Linked DNA regions of Mus musculus: regions 1, 3 and 4 are each linked to region 2. A link is a contact called in public HiChIP or PLAC-seq and promoter capture Hi-C data. All regions are on one chromosome and are shown on one strand. The core of a region is the stretch at or near the end of the contact, and the rest is flanking DNA. Distances in the headings are between cores, read along the strand shown.

Evidence for each region. Promoter capture Hi-C pulls out the DNA fragments that hold promoters and counts their contacts. HiChIP or PLAC-seq counts read pairs in DNA pulled down with a chosen protein or histone mark.
Region 1: a contact with region 2 is called in an H3K27ac HiChIP or PLAC-seq map of microglia, with 4 times the contacts expected there. The contact joins two enhancer-like sites. A contact is called at or near these places in 9 of 39 promoter capture datasets (3T3-L1-derived adipocytes, the C10 cell line, the HPC-7 cell line and 5 more), 1 of 15 datasets of contacts at CTCF or cohesin (pro-B cells), 30 of 484 Hi-C or Micro-C datasets (the Ba/F3 cell line, CD4 T cells, CD8 T cells and 21 more), 2 of 115 datasets of contacts at active chromatin or transcription factors (astrocytes and microglia) and 4 of 9 other capture datasets (embryonic stem cells, liver, macrophages and 1 more).
Region 3: a contact with region 2 is called in a CTCF HiChIP or PLAC-seq map of pro-B cells, with 18 times the contacts expected there. The contact joins two enhancer-like sites. A contact is called at or near these places in 12 of 39 promoter capture datasets (the 3T3-L1 cell line, 3T3-L1-derived adipocytes, the C10 cell line and 8 more), 1 of 15 datasets of contacts at CTCF or cohesin (pro-B cells), 31 of 484 Hi-C or Micro-C datasets (the C2C12 cell line, the CH12 cell line, the HPC-7 cell line and 23 more), 4 of 115 datasets of contacts at active chromatin or transcription factors (bone marrow-derived dendritic cells, bone marrow-derived macrophages, large pre-B cells and 1 more) and 1 of 9 other capture datasets (adipose tissue).
Region 4: a contact with region 2 is called in a promoter capture Hi-C map of the HPC-7 cell line. The contact joins the promoter of Snn here to the enhancer-like site in region 2. A contact is called at or near these places in 10 of 39 promoter capture datasets (the 3T3-L1 cell line, the C10 cell line, the HPC-7 cell line and 7 more), 3 of 484 Hi-C or Micro-C datasets (ECoMG myeloid progenitors, the HPC-7 cell line and bone marrow-derived macrophages), 3 of 115 datasets of contacts at active chromatin or transcription factors (embryonic stem cells and microglia) and 2 of 9 other capture datasets (adipose tissue and liver).

The regions. Positions count from the first base shown.
Region 1 is chr16:11,096,921-11,100,549 of GRCm38.p6, reverse strand. The region is part of intron 5 of Txndc11 (thioredoxin domain containing 11); the gene reads left to right. Among named protein-coding and RNA genes, the nearest start is that of Snn, 32 kb to the right of the region's middle. Within about 2 kb of position 1,374, at least 13 of the 459 cell types and tissues checked have an H3K27ac peak or open chromatin away from gene starts, as enhancers often do. A contact at or near this core is called in the HPC-7 cell line and microglia, where this site is marked.
Region 2 is chr16:11,418,550-11,422,130 of GRCm38.p6, reverse strand. Snx29 (sorting nexin 29) reads right to left here. Exons shown (of 21, transcript NM_028964.4): 10 at 3,233-3,308; 11 at 1,348-1,427. Among named protein-coding and RNA genes, the nearest start is that of Snx29, 97 kb to the right of the region's middle. Within about 2 kb of position 1,395, at least 53 of the 459 cell types and tissues checked have an H3K27ac peak or open chromatin away from gene starts, as enhancers often do. A contact at or near this core is called in the HPC-7 cell line, adipose tissue, bone marrow-derived macrophages and 3 more, where this site is marked.
Region 3 is chr16:11,689,583-11,693,212 of GRCm38.p6, reverse strand. The region is part of intron 18 of Snx29 (sorting nexin 29); the gene reads right to left. Among named protein-coding and RNA genes, the nearest start is that of 4833415N18Rik, 88 kb to the left of the region's middle. Within about 2 kb of position 2,257, at least 44 of the 459 cell types and tissues checked have an H3K27ac peak or open chromatin away from gene starts, as enhancers often do. A contact at or near this core is called in pre-B cells and pro-B cells, where this site is marked.
Region 4 is chr16:11,064,029-11,067,605 of GRCm38.p6, reverse strand. Snn (stannin) reads right to left here and starts at 1,308. Exons shown (of 2, transcript NM_009223.3): 1 at 1,159-1,308. It overlaps Gm9861 (a long non-coding RNA gene), which reads left to right and starts at 1,338. Exons shown (of 2, transcript XR_003951968.1): 1 at 1,338-1,608.

The sequences.
Region 1 (3,629 bases), core at 125-2,624, 320 kb after region 2:
TTTATGGTCTCCAAATGCCAGATTTCTTTCTACACAATTGTTTTAGTCTTTATGTGAAGAATCATAAAAATATATAAACCTCAAAGTTAACATTTCTAGGGGAACATACAAATATTGCGGTAGTTTATACATAGCGAACATTTCTGCAATGTGTCCTTTTTTGCTGGGGGATGGTATTTTGAGGCAGGGTTCTCTGTGTAGCCTCACTGGCCTAGAACTCACTCTGTAGACCAGGCTGGCCTCAATCTCAGAGATCCACTTGCCTCTGCCTCCTGAGTGCTGAGATTAAATTGTATGCCACTACCTACCACTTGCCTACTCTGCCCTCTCTCTCTCTCTCCCCTTTTTTTTTAAGGATTTTCATTTGATAGGCATGTCTAACATTGGAGTATGAAGTCGTCATCATAAGTGCACTGAGGAAGGAGTCCCCAACTACAGTGGGACAGTTGTTATCCTCTTTTAGCATAATCTTATTTTCCTTTTTCCAATTTATCTAAAACCCTGAAGAAGAAAAAGAGAGAAAACCAGAAGTTAATGAGAATAAAATAAGGGCTATTTCCAGGCCACACTGGTTTGCCTATTGAAAGGTCACAGTTAACCAATGTAAAGAAGTTTAAAAAAAAAATGCCCAGAAGAGAAATTTCCCTAGAGGTAAATCATGTTTCAATCGTGCCGATTAAATACATGTAGCTTAATCTGCTGATACTTAGTTATGGAGTAGACCAGGACATCCTTATCACTAGGTGTCTGCATCATTTTCTCTTGACCCAGTGTTCCTCTTTGTTCAGACCCTGAGAGATTAGCTCATACAGAGCTCTCCTGGAGGTCTAAGAGTCCTGCCTTGTTCAGCCCTGGCTTGTTTGTTCTTTGGGGATCCTGGGGTACAGTACTCCCAGAACACCAGGTGCTATAGGTGTCTGAGGCAATTAAATTGTATCAGCTCAGTTTCTAGTTAGAATGTCTATCTCTTTCTGAAGAAGTGGGGAGGAAATGTCATCTTTGATGGTAATTTTCACAACGTTTGAGGAATGAGGAAGTTTAGGAGATACTGTCTTGTGTCCTGGCTGTCCTAAAACTCACTCTGTAGATCAAGCAGGCCTGGAACTTAGAGATCCACTTGCCTCTGCCTCCCAAGTGCTGGGATTAAAGGTCTGAGCTGCCATGCCTGGTCTTCTATTCTGTTTTCTAATGAATGAGGCTATTCTTACTCTTCCTTTAGCATTTGAATTGATGTAGTTCATGGCTCAGAAGAGGTATGTTCTCTTTAATATAAAATTGGTTTTGATATTTCATACTGACTTTAAGGGAAATGGTACTAAAAAAAACAGACTGAGGTGAGAGCGTTCAGAAACCCCCTAACAGAATTCTGATGCGAGCATGAGAGTCCAGATTGACCTGGAGGGAAACCTCAGGGAATTTCACCTCCTTCATTCTCCTTGCATCCTTAGAGAGCAAAAGTGGTGGGTAAGCTGGGCAGTGGTTGCACATGCCTTTCATCCCAGCACTTGGGAGGCAGAGGCAGGCTTATTTCTGAGTTCCAGGACAGCCAGGGCTACACAAAGAAACCCTGTCTCAGAAAAAAAAAAAAGTGGTGGGTCTTGACAAATGTGTGTGCAAGGAACAGGAAAAGTGACTAAAGCTGTCCCTAGGTTACATGGGAATTGGGGTGATGTAGTCTGTTAGTGGCAAAGAGCCCCAACCTTCTAACAAATGGCCAGAAGGTGAGATTGAGAACTCAAAGCAAGATAGCTGACCACTGAAAACCCATCAGACTTTGTGGACACACCAGTGCCTTCTGTTGTTCCCTTTGTGCAGTGTTCATGGAACATGTCCTATCTTATAGTGTGCCTAAGAGTGGCTCAGTGAGCTCTAAGGACACAGGGTCCATGCCTCAGCTCTTACAACAGGACAGTTAGTCTGAGTGTTTTCCTGTTCCCTCCTAGAGAGAGTAAATGGCCACAGTTCAGGCTCTGGTCACCTTTATCTGATTAGCTATTGGCACATGCAGCTGTTTCCTTGCCCAGATGTTCTTTTAAGAGCTTGTCACATTTATAGTCACTTTTGCTACCATTTGCTGCTTTGTGGTTACTGGGGATCTAAAGCTGGCTAAGGAAAAGGCTAATAAATAGACTGTATGAGACCTATAAGAATTAGTTGAGAGGCCTGAAGAGATGACTCAGTATTTCAGTAAGTGAGCATACTGCTCTTGCAGGCAATCTAGGATCATATCTCAGTATCCATGATAGGGACTCACAGCTGCTTATAACTGTAGCTCTTGGTGCATGTACCCAGATACATATAGAAACAGATTTTTCTAATCTTTTTTCTTTTATTAAAGATTTATTTATGTATTTATATGAGTACTATGTGCATGTACACCTGAATGCTAGTAGAGGGCATCAGGTCCCCGTTATAGATGGTTGTGAGCCACCATGTAGTTGCTGAGAACTGAATTCAGGATCTGAGTTCTGATTGTGCTCTTAACCATTGAGCCATCTTTCCAGGTCCCCTTTTTTTCTGATCTTAAAAAAGTAATAGAATGTGACTTTTCTCATGTTAGATTTATTTGGGGTTGGGGGTTCAAGACAGGGTTTCTCTGTATAACCCTGACTATCTTGGAACTAGGTCTGTAAACCAGGCTGGCCTAAACTCAGACCTACTTGCCTCTGCCTACATTAAAAGCATGCACTACCACACCTGGCTCTTGGTAGATTTTTCTTGGAGGGGGAAAGGGAGGAGAGAATATGAGCCTTAATTTATTTTAAATTCTTTAACATATTCGAAGTTGTTTTGTTTTGTATTTTTCCATTAGACCCTCTCATGGAGCCTAGGTTAACCTCAAACTCCCATCATAGCTAAAGATGACCATGAACTCCTGATCGTTGTACCTCCTATTACATCTGGCTTTCATAATTCTTAATTAAAATATTGGAGCCTCATTGCTTTTAGAACAAAAGGATCCATTTTATAAGTGACAAAGAGGACATGTGTAAGACGTGCCAGTGCCTGCTTTAACATGGTGCACTCACATTATTCTTAGACTGTAAACTGTAATCCAAATATTAATTATTGCACAAGATCGCAAACTTGATGTACTTCTTTCTGGAAAATTTCCACCATGTTCACAAGTTTCAGAGTTGCAGTGTGTTAGGCTGTGCTTTGTGCAGACAACCTGCTTCATTCATGCTGGTGCAGTTAAATTGCTGTTGAGTGGCCCCATTCAGCCTCCAGGCAGGCTGTCACTTTTTATTCTTCTGCTGCAGCATATCATGCTGGAGACACCCTTTCCTGTGCAGTGTCACATAGGCTCTGGAAACTTCAACTGTAGCTTAGGTGCTGCCTTTTTTTTTTTTCCTGATATTTTTATCATCTGAACTTAATGTGTCGAACCATTTAAAAGAAAGTGGCTCATTGGTAAGAGTGTCTGCTAGCATGTGGAAGACCCAGGGTCCATCCATAGGACTGTAACACACATCTCTCCCTGCTTTTTTCCCTCTCTTCAGCCTCTTCTGTAGGAACCTGGTGCCTTCTGTGGAGACTGACAGTTGGGGAGAAGGTCTGAATGCTGGGTATACTCTTTGGTGGCTTCCAGCCATTCTTAGTTCAAGGTCTCAGCAGATAGAACCAGG
Region 2 (3,581 bases), core at 146-2,645:
ACCAGAAACAACTAGGATTAATTTCTAAAAAAAAGAGATGAATGAAAATAAAACGGGCTGAGTCCCTGCTGCAGGCACAGCTCAGAGGTATCACAAGAATGTCCTCATGGGAAAGGAACTGACCAAGCTGGTGGCTTTGTCAGGGATGGAAATGGCTTGGGAGGCTCAGAGGCAAGATCCATGGCAGCCCCCAGAGAACCAATTCACCTGCTCCATACCCCACACTGGAGAGAGGCTGAGAAGGGCTCTGGGAACCATGCCTGGCCACTAGGAGAAGGTGACAGACAAGTCGTCCTCACATAGACCTAAGTATCTGTTCAGCCCTGCACAGCAACAGAACTCACACTAGCAGTTCCTGCTCTGCAGCCAGAGGACTGTGGGAAACCTCAGCTCATAGGGAACATGGCTCTGGAGAGTGTTCACGTAAACAGAAAGGTCCAGGCTTGGAGATCTAGGAGATCCGTGTGGAAGTTTCTATGTCACCTCAGATAACTAATGCATTTCCAAGCAGAAATGGCATCCTGGGGTGATGTTAAAGGGGCCTGGAACTTCTCTGGATAAAGTTACTCTCCATCTGACATCACCACTATGGGCTCAAGGTTTGTTGTACTTTGGTGTTTGAAGGAAATGTTAATTTTTACCCAAAGGCTGATGAGGAAAAAAGGCATAATTTTTACACTATCCAAGTGTTGATCTCTGAATGTGATATGGAAACAGAAAGCCTGCCCTCTGCCCCTCTCCTTCCTGCCATTAGGGGTAGGAACGAAATGGCCAGAGCTCAGAAAGCAAAGACAACAGCTAGTCAGGAAAAGGAAGAGCCCTGGCCTCTGATGACCATGGAGTCTCATGCTAGCCCACTCTGCCAACCCCAGTCAGGGCACCGGCCCCAATCCCAACTGACCTAGTCATTGAACATCTATCTTGTTAAACAATTGCTGGTGTGGGTGTGGGTGTGGGTGCGGGCCATCACACACACACTCTTCATTGCCGTGTCCCTAATACTTCCCTCTGAAGCTGGAAATGATTTGCACCACCTGTCATTAGAATATGTCATCAGCAAAACTGATTTGTCCAGAGTCACAAGGAAAGTCAGAAGACAGCCTTACTCTGGCTGCACACAGAAGGTAGCTTAGAAACCGCAAGGCACAGAAGGTTCCTTGCATCCTTTAGCAGATTCACCCCCATGCACCACAATCCGGCCATAGTCTGGAAGCTTACAGCGATACCACGATCAGGTGCACAGAAAGCAAACACTCACTAACTTCATGCTCACTTCAAAGCCCACACCTGCACAGGATAAGCACAGGTGCCCTGCTGGCACACATGCCAGCCTCTGAGAGTACTTACGGACTGTCATGGACTCAGGCACTGAGGCAGAAGGTAGCAAGCTGCTCAGAGGACTTCCTTGGCCTGGAGAACTGGCTTCCCTACTGGGAGGAAGTAGACAGAAGGAAGTTACACTCATCCCAAAATGCAACTTCAGTGTTCACAACACTCTCAGGCAAAACGTTTCCCCAGGAATCTACTGGAAAAACAATGAAGCTGCTCAGCAGATGTCTGAAATTTACTGGTAACTCCAAAACCAATCCAAACACCCTCTGGAAGCCGCTCACTCACGAGGGAAGAGTTAGTCACTCAGTGGGCATGTGTGCAGCTGGGTCAGACAGGAAACCACTGCCTTCCTCTTCCAACTCGTGTACACACGCGTGAACACACGTCCTTTCAGTAGTCTACTTTGTCACATTCTTATGGTTTGTATTGTCACTTTCCCTAGTTAGAATAGTCTCCAGGTCCATGTTCCCAGTACAAGGGCCCCACATATTATGTAAGCTTCATTCAGACAAGCATGAAATATCACTGTCCAATGTCAACAAGTCAACAGTGTTTGTTTCTGATGGTCTCTCATGGATCCTGGGCTGGAATTTTCTATGTGACTGTCTTAGTCAGGGTTTCTATTCCTGGACAAAATATCATGACCAAGAAGCAAGTTGGGGAGGAAAGGGTTTATTCAGCTTACACCTCCAAACCACTGTTCATAGCCAAGGAAGTCAGGGCTGGAACTCAAGCAGGTCAGGAAGCAGGAGCTGATGCAGAGGCCATGGAGGGATGTTCTTTACTGGCTTGCTTCCCCTGGCTTGCTCAGCCTGCTCTCTTATAGAGCCAAGACTACCAGCCCAGAGATGGTCCCACCCACAAGGGGCCTTTCCCCCTTGATCACTAATTGAGAAAATGCCTTACAGTTGGATCTCATGGAGGCATTTTCTCAACTGAAGCTCCTTTCTCTGTGATAATCCAGCTGTGTCAAGTCGACACAAAACTAGCCAGTACAGTGACCAAAGATGATTTTGAACTTCTGATCCTTCTGTCTTCGCTTCCCAAGTTTTATATGGTGCTGGGGATCAAACCCAGAGCTCTATGCATGCTATGCAAGCATTCTCCTACAGCTGAGCTACATCTCTTGTAGATTCTAAACAAGATGCCTTTAAATGAGGACACACAGAGAGGCAGGTTATGCATTATCAGTGAATATAGAAATGCCATAACAACAGGTTCCAGCATCCCCCTGTAAGCAGGCTGGTGCTCAGAGAGGCTCAGAGAGCATAATGCGGGCAGGTAACTGGACTGCATGCATATCTACAATCAATTTCTAATGTGAATAATAGCACTGGCTTGTCCATACGCAGCAGGAGACCCCAAGGCCAGGGCTTGCATTCCTTGATCACTGTTGCATTTGGAAAAGGCTCAAAAACACAAGAAGAAAGGAATCAGAATTCCGGAAGGGTGCAGGGACACCATCCTTTATGAGGCAGGGCTCAGTGGTATCAGCCCCTTCATGGTGTATCATTTTCAGAATCCTATCTGTTCTGGGTGACAAAACACCAAGCAAGGTGTGGGGCAGCAAGGACCCCCTTACCTTGAAGCTAAGTCAAGTACACAGATGGCTAACTTCAAGACACCAAATTAAAATTGTGAAGAGAGAGGAGGAAATAAGAGCAACAGAGATGAGGTGATATTTGGGAGACCAGGGCAATGTTCCCTGCGAGCAACAGGTACACTGGCAACTTAGTTTTCTGGATTTTTTTTTTCTATTTCTTCGATCTGAGCACAAACGTGAGATTGGGCCTCAGTCTTCAACTCCAACAGGTACCACCTGTCTCCAAATGAAAATACAAGGCAGAGAGGTAAACAGCATGGCCCAATCCACTGATGGGCTTGGTGTCCTGATACTGACCTGTACCGAAGGCCAGGCTCTGGGATTATATGGTTTTCTGTTCCTGTTCCATTCTCCAGACTTCCCACAGGGGCATCTGCAGAAGTCACACAGAGAATGAGGCTTTACTTTCAACTCCATTTCTCCTTACCATGTGCTCAGCTGGCCTATTAGCTACCTTTAAACTCTTCCCACCCACATACAGGCTTCATGTACTACCCATTTCTTTTGAACAGGCATCATTAAGACTCGTTTCTAGTTGCTGCATGTGCCTTTTTTATTTAAAATAAAACAAAACAAAACCTTGAAGCAAGGGAAGTTATTTCCAAAGTCCATAATCTAGGGCCCACAGCAGAATCGGGGTTTTTGA
Region 3 (3,630 bases), core at 1,008-3,507, 270 kb before region 2:
GAAAGGACTGGGGTACCACTGAGGGCAGATACACACTTGCCTAGTGTGTACAAGGTCCTGAGTTCCATCCTCAGCGCCATGAATTAATCAATCAATGAGTGTGCCTACAAACCAAGAGGCATAGCATCTCAAAGAGAAGCCACCATTCCAGCCGCATGTCAGGGGTTCCAGCTGACAGGGCGTGTGATGGAAGAGTGAGGAGTCTGCCTGTCTAGAGGGCTAGCACTCCCCACACATGCTCACAAAGCACATCACCCCTCCAGCTTCCAATCCTTATTTACATAGTGGAAGCATCAGGCACTCTGGTGTAGTTCCCCAAGCGTAAAGGGTTTGTGTCCAGTTAGCACCCAGTGGATGATATATAGGGATGGGTAGAAAGGTCAGGGAAGGAGCTAAGAGGCTGCAGAGGAGAAGCTCTGCAGAAGAAGGCCTGCACTGAGGCCACCTTTCATCAGGTGAAGTGGCTCGCTCAGGGTCACCAGACAAAGCTCCTTCCTAATGAGGTAAGTACTTTCTCCCCCTTCCCCATCCCCCCTCTCCTTTTCATTTTTTCATTCATTCCTTTGTTTGCCAGGCTCAAAATCCATCTCAAAGGTACTGAGCCTCAGATGATTCCGAGAAGCCAAGGCCTGCCAGAGAGAGAGGCGTTTATAGATGGGAGCAGAGAGGCCAAAGTGAAAGAGGAATGGCTGGGACCAAGAAGAAGAAAACAAAGCAGAGGAATGAGTGCAGAGCTCCAGGTAGGTTTAAGTCAGGTGAACACACTGTGGAGATGGAAGGATGCAAGGGTCTATAGAATGCTGTGGGGGTGCAAGCATCAGCAGTCACTATCCTGAAGCCACCTATCCAAAGGGGGAAAGGAAGAAGCGAGCAGATCCAAGCCTCCAAGGCTCTCCTCCCTCACTGTCTGACCCCTCTGGCAGGGTCAGACAACTGGTTCAGTCTCAGGCCCTCTGGATGCCACCACCAAGGAATGAGAAACACAAAGAGCAGGACTGGACCTGACAGTGGGTGGGCTGAGCTCAAAGGCAGAGCTTGTACAGCTCCAAGGAAGCCCAGCAAGGCTCCCAGGAAGGTGTGCCCCCAGATGGGAGAAGGCCTATCTATCATACCAACGTGTACGTGCTGGCAGCAAGTATGTCTCTGGGCTTGCTCTGAACACAGAAAAGGGGTGCTTTTAGTCAGTTCTGGATGGTGTCAGTTGAAGTGCTGTCTCTGGGAGGCACCAGCGTCACATGGGTGAAAAGAGCAGATCAACAACCGACAATACAGTCCCTGCACACTGACTGCCCCTCCCTTGCCCCTTGCTCTCTTTGCCTAGTATTTCAGATTTGTGGCTAGAGACTGTCTTCCGTACAAACACCAGGCATAAGCTGCTATGCAGCTTGTGGTCCCAGGGTCCTCTCCACACACTGACGATGTATGGCCTGCCTCTTGATAGCCTGAGTACAGATCCTCTCGCCATCAGACAGGAGAAAGAGTACAGGGACTCAGACCATCTGCTCCATCCTGGCACTGAGCACAGATGTGGCACCCTGTGACCGCTCTGAGGAGGTAAAAGAGTAAATGTGTGAGAGAGTGGAGGCAGACATGTAAGCAGGAGAGCAGGAAAACAGTACGAGGAAGGAAGAAATACTTGTTTTGGCTATGTTGAAGCAATATAGGGGTTCAATAAACACATGGTCTTGTTTGTTTGTCTGTTGGGGATTTTGTTTTGTTTTATTGAGACAGTGACTTATTTTGAATGCCTGGCCTGAAACTTTCTATGTAGACCAGACTTGTTTCGAACTCACAGTGATCCACCTGCCTCTGCCTCCCAAGTGCTGGGATTAAAGGCGTGTGCCACCACATCTAGCATACACAGTTTTGCTGAACTTACTATCTGCCCATTTGCATTCTAGCTTAGACTCATGACAGGTCCAGACCCTCAAGGCTAACAGCTTCCTCTAATATATTCAGTTGTCAGGCCCAAGTGGGATGCGGATAAATCCTGTCCTGCCCCTCATAGTCAAAGACAGAGAAAGCAAGAGGTAGAGAAGCAAGAGCCTTAGCTAAGGTCAGGAGACAGACAGGGTATCAGAATGATAACATTCCTGTGGGCAGGGATTGCCTGTCTGCTATAGTGATAATTCTGGTTTCTTTAGGAAAAAGAAAAAACAACCCACAGAAATAAGAATGTGTTTTGTTTTACTCTCTGCCGTGGGTATGGGGCTGACTCAGACTGTCCACAGCAGCTATGCCTTGCCTAGTGTTCTCCCAGGGGAGCGATTTTGCCAGCAGCAGATGGTTTTTGCAACTATGACTTTTCAGAGGGTATATAAATAAATGTTAGGGCTCTGGAGAGGCGGGATGGGTTGTTGGTTGTCGATTGTTGGTTGGTTGTTGTTAGTTGTGGTTTGTTAAATAGTCATTCACAAAGAAGAAGAAAATTGGACAGCCAATATCAAACTTGCCTCAAGGAACTCTAAGTTCCTAGTCACAGGAAGTAGTCTAATAATAATGTTGCCCCCCTGTCTCTCTATTTTTTTTCTCTCTATCAAGTATTAAGGGTTGAAAGGGTGGGGAAAAGGTGGAGAAGGGTGGGAGACAAAAGAACTCACAAAGTAGCAAATTGTTGGCTGCAGTCTACAATCCTTCCAAGGAAAAACAGGGCTCAGAGAAGCTGCTCGGCCACCCTGAGTCCTGAGCCTGGTGTGTCCTGTGAGCAGTCAGAAGGACGAAGGCCTGTCTGAGCAATGGTGACAACTCCTGAAAAGGCATCCGGCAAGGAAAGTGGCCAGGTGCTCGCACCACCTCCACCAAGGCACACCTTGCTCATGGAAATGTCACGCACCATCCCCTCTCCAAGCAGCTGCTGACTCCTTGCACTAAAAACAGCACTGTGTTCCTCTGTTTATTTCTTTCTCTTTCCTAGAATAGAAATGCCTGTCTGTGAGCTCTCCATGAAAGCCTGTGCCAGCGTGGCTCCTAGCACAGTACGGCAGCACTCTTGGGCAGTGCCAAGGAGGCAGTTCAGCCGCTCTGGAAGATTAGTGGAGTTACATCTGCTTCACTAAAATAAAACTATTGGGACCAAGAGGGGCCGTAGCTGAGCACCTCATGCCAGCTGCCAACTGATTGTAGCTGCCACCCCGTGAGCAAGGCTGATGCTAACTCCAACCCCAATGACCAACCAGGTGTAATTCAGTCTGTCAGCCCAACTTGCATAGGCCTAGAGGGCAGAGGGATTGGCACTTAGTGTCTTCATTGAAGGTGGCACACTGTGCTCTGTTCAGGGAGCTGAAGATAGTGGATGACTGCAGAAGCTCAAAGACACACTATCATTGTTACAGAGACTCAAAGCCTAAGCAATCTAGACAGACTGCCCAGATCCTGCTCCTCCCAAATGGAGAAGTACCTGTCAGTTAAAGGAGAAATATTCATGACTGTGCTGGGTTCTGAACCAATGAGCTTCAGAGGAGGGTAACAGTGCTGGTAAGGATGTGGTGGCCAAGGCAGTGACCAGATCCCTCTGCCATGTCCTTGGGACCTTGCACATAACCTCTGCTCAAGGAGGCTCCCAAGGGCACTGCAAGAAGGCCTGGAGTCAAGGTGCTGTTCAATGTAAAGGTTTGACTATCCCATTGCTAC
Region 4 (3,577 bases), core at 59-2,558, 350 kb after region 2:
TGCTCCAGATGCCACCCTACTCCCAGTTCTTATGCCAGGAAAGGAAACTAAGACTAAGAAGTTTGGGAACTGCCCGAGGTGAGCTGCAATCTCATAGTCCAAGCCTGAATTCTGCCCCCACTCGTCAGGGTCCCATCTGGCCATACAACTCTGGCGGTGATATAATAGTCGATGCTGAAAAGTTCCTTGATGCCACACTTTTGAGCTCCAACATCTCATGTGGATCTCTCCAAAACTTCTGCATCAAAACAATCCTAGAACCGAATGACTGCTCTTCCTACTTGACAAATAATCTGTAGCTTAGAGAAGTTAACTCGGTCCCCAAGGTCACACAGTTTAAAAAGTGGAGGTGCAGATACCCAGGAAGCCCCGATCCTAAATAACCGATTTCAAACCTGATTCTAAAACGTCATATGTCTGACCTGTCTTCTTTCTCCTGAAAGCTGAGCACAATGAGTCTGTGTTTGACCCCTCCTTAGGAGATAGTCTAGGTGACCTGGGTCGAGAGGACTGGACACTAATGACAAGCGTCCCAGCAGCTCCCGCGTGCTGAGCGCGGGCGGTGTGCAGGCGCGGTGCCAGGCGACGCCGCGTCTCTCCCACTCTATCGAAGGAGCAAGGCGAGGCGCTAGGGAAGTAGGGGCCTGTTCAGGGGGCGACAGCTGAGGAGGAAACGACAGCTGAAGACAAATCAAGTCCGCCTGACCCCAGTTTTTTTCCCTGGGGGGGGGGTCCCAGAGACCCATTCAAGCCCACGCCGCGCAATCACTGCCGACCCGACCTGGGACCAAACGCTGCGGCTCAGCCTCAGTCTCCCCACCAATGAAACGAGCGCCAGATTTTCCCTGGGCCCCCGTTCCCCTCGATCCCATCTTGACCACGCTGGGGCGCTGCCAGGAACCCCGTCAATGCGGAGTGAGTGTTCCGGGCAGCCCGGAGGATCCGCGCAGGACATAGAACCGTGGGTCACGGAGAGGGGCAGATGCCCAGCCAAGCAGCCTCCGCCCCCCGCTACCTCCTTTGTCCCAATCCCGCGGCGGAGGACAAAGAGCCCCCGCCCGCGCGCGGCATCTGCCGCGCCGACCCGCCAGCGCCGCACCCCGATCCATCCGGCGCGTCCCTTCCCCCTACCCGCCTGCTCTGCCCATCCCTGCTGACCATGTCGCGGCCCGCAGTCCTGTGCAATTAGCCAGCAGCAGCCCCGCCGCCCCGGCTCCGCCTGCGCGCCAGCCGGGTCGGCCGCGGAGCCCTCGCCAGACGCCAGAGCCCGATCAGCAGGGGGCGAGGTGCTTGGGCTCCGCCCTGATTGGGGGCGGGGCGCTCTGGTGCGACCAACTGGAGATCGCGCTGGGACGGCGGGGCGGAGCGGAGCGGGCTGGGTGGAGTCACGTGCGCTCTGGGCCCGGAGGCGCACAATGGGCAGAGGGAGTGTAAGCAAGGGGGTGGGTAGTGTTTCTCAGCTGGCGGCTCCCGGAGCTGGGGCAGAGAAGGCGGGAGGCCAGGCTTCCTTGAGCGCTTATTGGGTGCCGGCAGTACTGGGCCTGCGCCTGGCGTCCTCTTTCTTCGAGGGTCAACCCAACGACAGAGGGGAAACTGAGGCGCACAGCGGTAAGAGTGTGATACACCGCCCGGAGATTACAGGCAGAGACGAATGATTTTCTTTCCTTTTCTCATCTTTTCTTTTCTCTTCTTTTCTTCCTTCCTTTTTTCCCCTTCAATTCCATCATTATCCTTTCATCTATCCACCCTTCTGCACTGATCATGTATCTTGCTGCGCCCTTGAGCCACTAGCCAGACAAACCAGGTCCTGTCCTCAGGGATGCGGACTCAATAACCTCTTAGTTAAGCCTTCACCAAGTGCCGTACTCTGTTCAGTCCACTCAACAACATCAAAAGAACGCCAAATAAAAACATACCGACCCATTTGACATGAGGAACTCAACACTCCAGAAGACTTAAAATACTCTGATGTGCTGTCCTGGAGGCAGGATTTGAAGCTAGACACAACTGGCTAGGAACACAAAGGTGCTAATTGGTGTACTGACTGCCCCCCAAAAAGAGTCTGAGAGAGGATGGGACACTCCGTGATGGCCACCAGGAACTCCACAAAGAGTTTGAAGACCTCTGAGGCCCAAGGTACTTGGGAAGCCAGGAAGAAATAACTTGGTTGGGGCAGATAAGACTGGGATATCCCCCTGGGAGCTGGGAAGCTAGGGACTGCTAACTTTCTTAAGGTCCTGCACACAAGCTGAAGTGTGGGAACTCCCTCACTTCACCTCAGCAGAGTGATTCCCCTCCATACCTCTCATCCTTTGGCCCATGTCATTTCTTTTATCTTAAACGTTCTTCCACACCATCTTTCAGATCTCAGCTTCACACCCTTGCTCTCTTTCCCAGTCAATGGACTTTCATGTCCATTGGGAAATCGTGTTTTCTAAGGGCATCTCATTAGCTTTCAGTCTCCGTTTCAGGACTAAGACTGAATCGTTCACTGGTGAGCCTACAGAACAGTCAGTACACAGTAGGCTCTTTATAAGATATAATGAATGAATAGTAAGATGGCAAGGCTGTCTCTGCTGCTGAAGGACTGGGCTGAGGAAGTAAGCTGGCTTTGGTGTAGAGAGGCAGAAGGAAGCAGGGCTCTGGGCCAGCTGCCGTAGAGCCTAGAGCCTGATGGCTCTGAACAGCTCCTGTTCACAGACCTGCCCATCGCTGTGCGTCCTCAGAGCTCCTGCCTCTCATTAGTGGTCTAGGCCTGGAATAGGTAGGTCCAGAACTCCAGAGCTGGGGCTGGCAGGGAGATAAACACGAGCAGGTATATATATGACTGAGGGGAGGACGTGGGGAGAGGTGAGCAGCATACCACAGAAATGACTTCAAATCTAGCCTTGCCTACTGGAGGGCTAACCTAACCTCTGTGTCTCACTTTTCCTCATCTGAAAAATGGGGTCATCAGCAAACAAACCTCATGGAACTGGGAACCCATCAAGTAATGGGCACAGGGGAAGGACGCCTACCTGCTCACTGGTTACCTTACTAACATGGGTAAGTTTAGAGAAGACTCAGATCACCACATTTGGATTTTGGCCGGTGACTTCACCTCTCTGAGCCTCAGCTCCTCGGCTTCATGGTGGGTCTCCTGCATCCCACTGTTGGAGATGGTGAGAAAGGCAGTGACTGGCAGAAACCCAGATAGCTCTGTTACCTCGCTGGTGCTAACAATAATAGACAGGACTAATTTCAAAAGTGGCAGGCTAATAGAACACTTGTCTAGCATGCAAGAGGACCGGGTTTCATCCCCAGGACTGCATAGAGAGGACACAGCAGCACACATCTATAATCTCAGTATTTGGGAGATAGAGTCAGAATCAGGAACTCAAAGGTCTTCCTTATCTACATTTTGAGTTTGAGGCCTGCCTGGGCTACATAAGTGCCAGTCTGGCACTTAGAATGAATTGATTACTTTACTAAACACTGCATATTCCCAAACCCAACCCCTAATGTACAGATGAGGACACTGGAGTACAAACAAGTATATGCCTCAAAGTCACCCAAGAGAGTGTCACAATGCAATAGT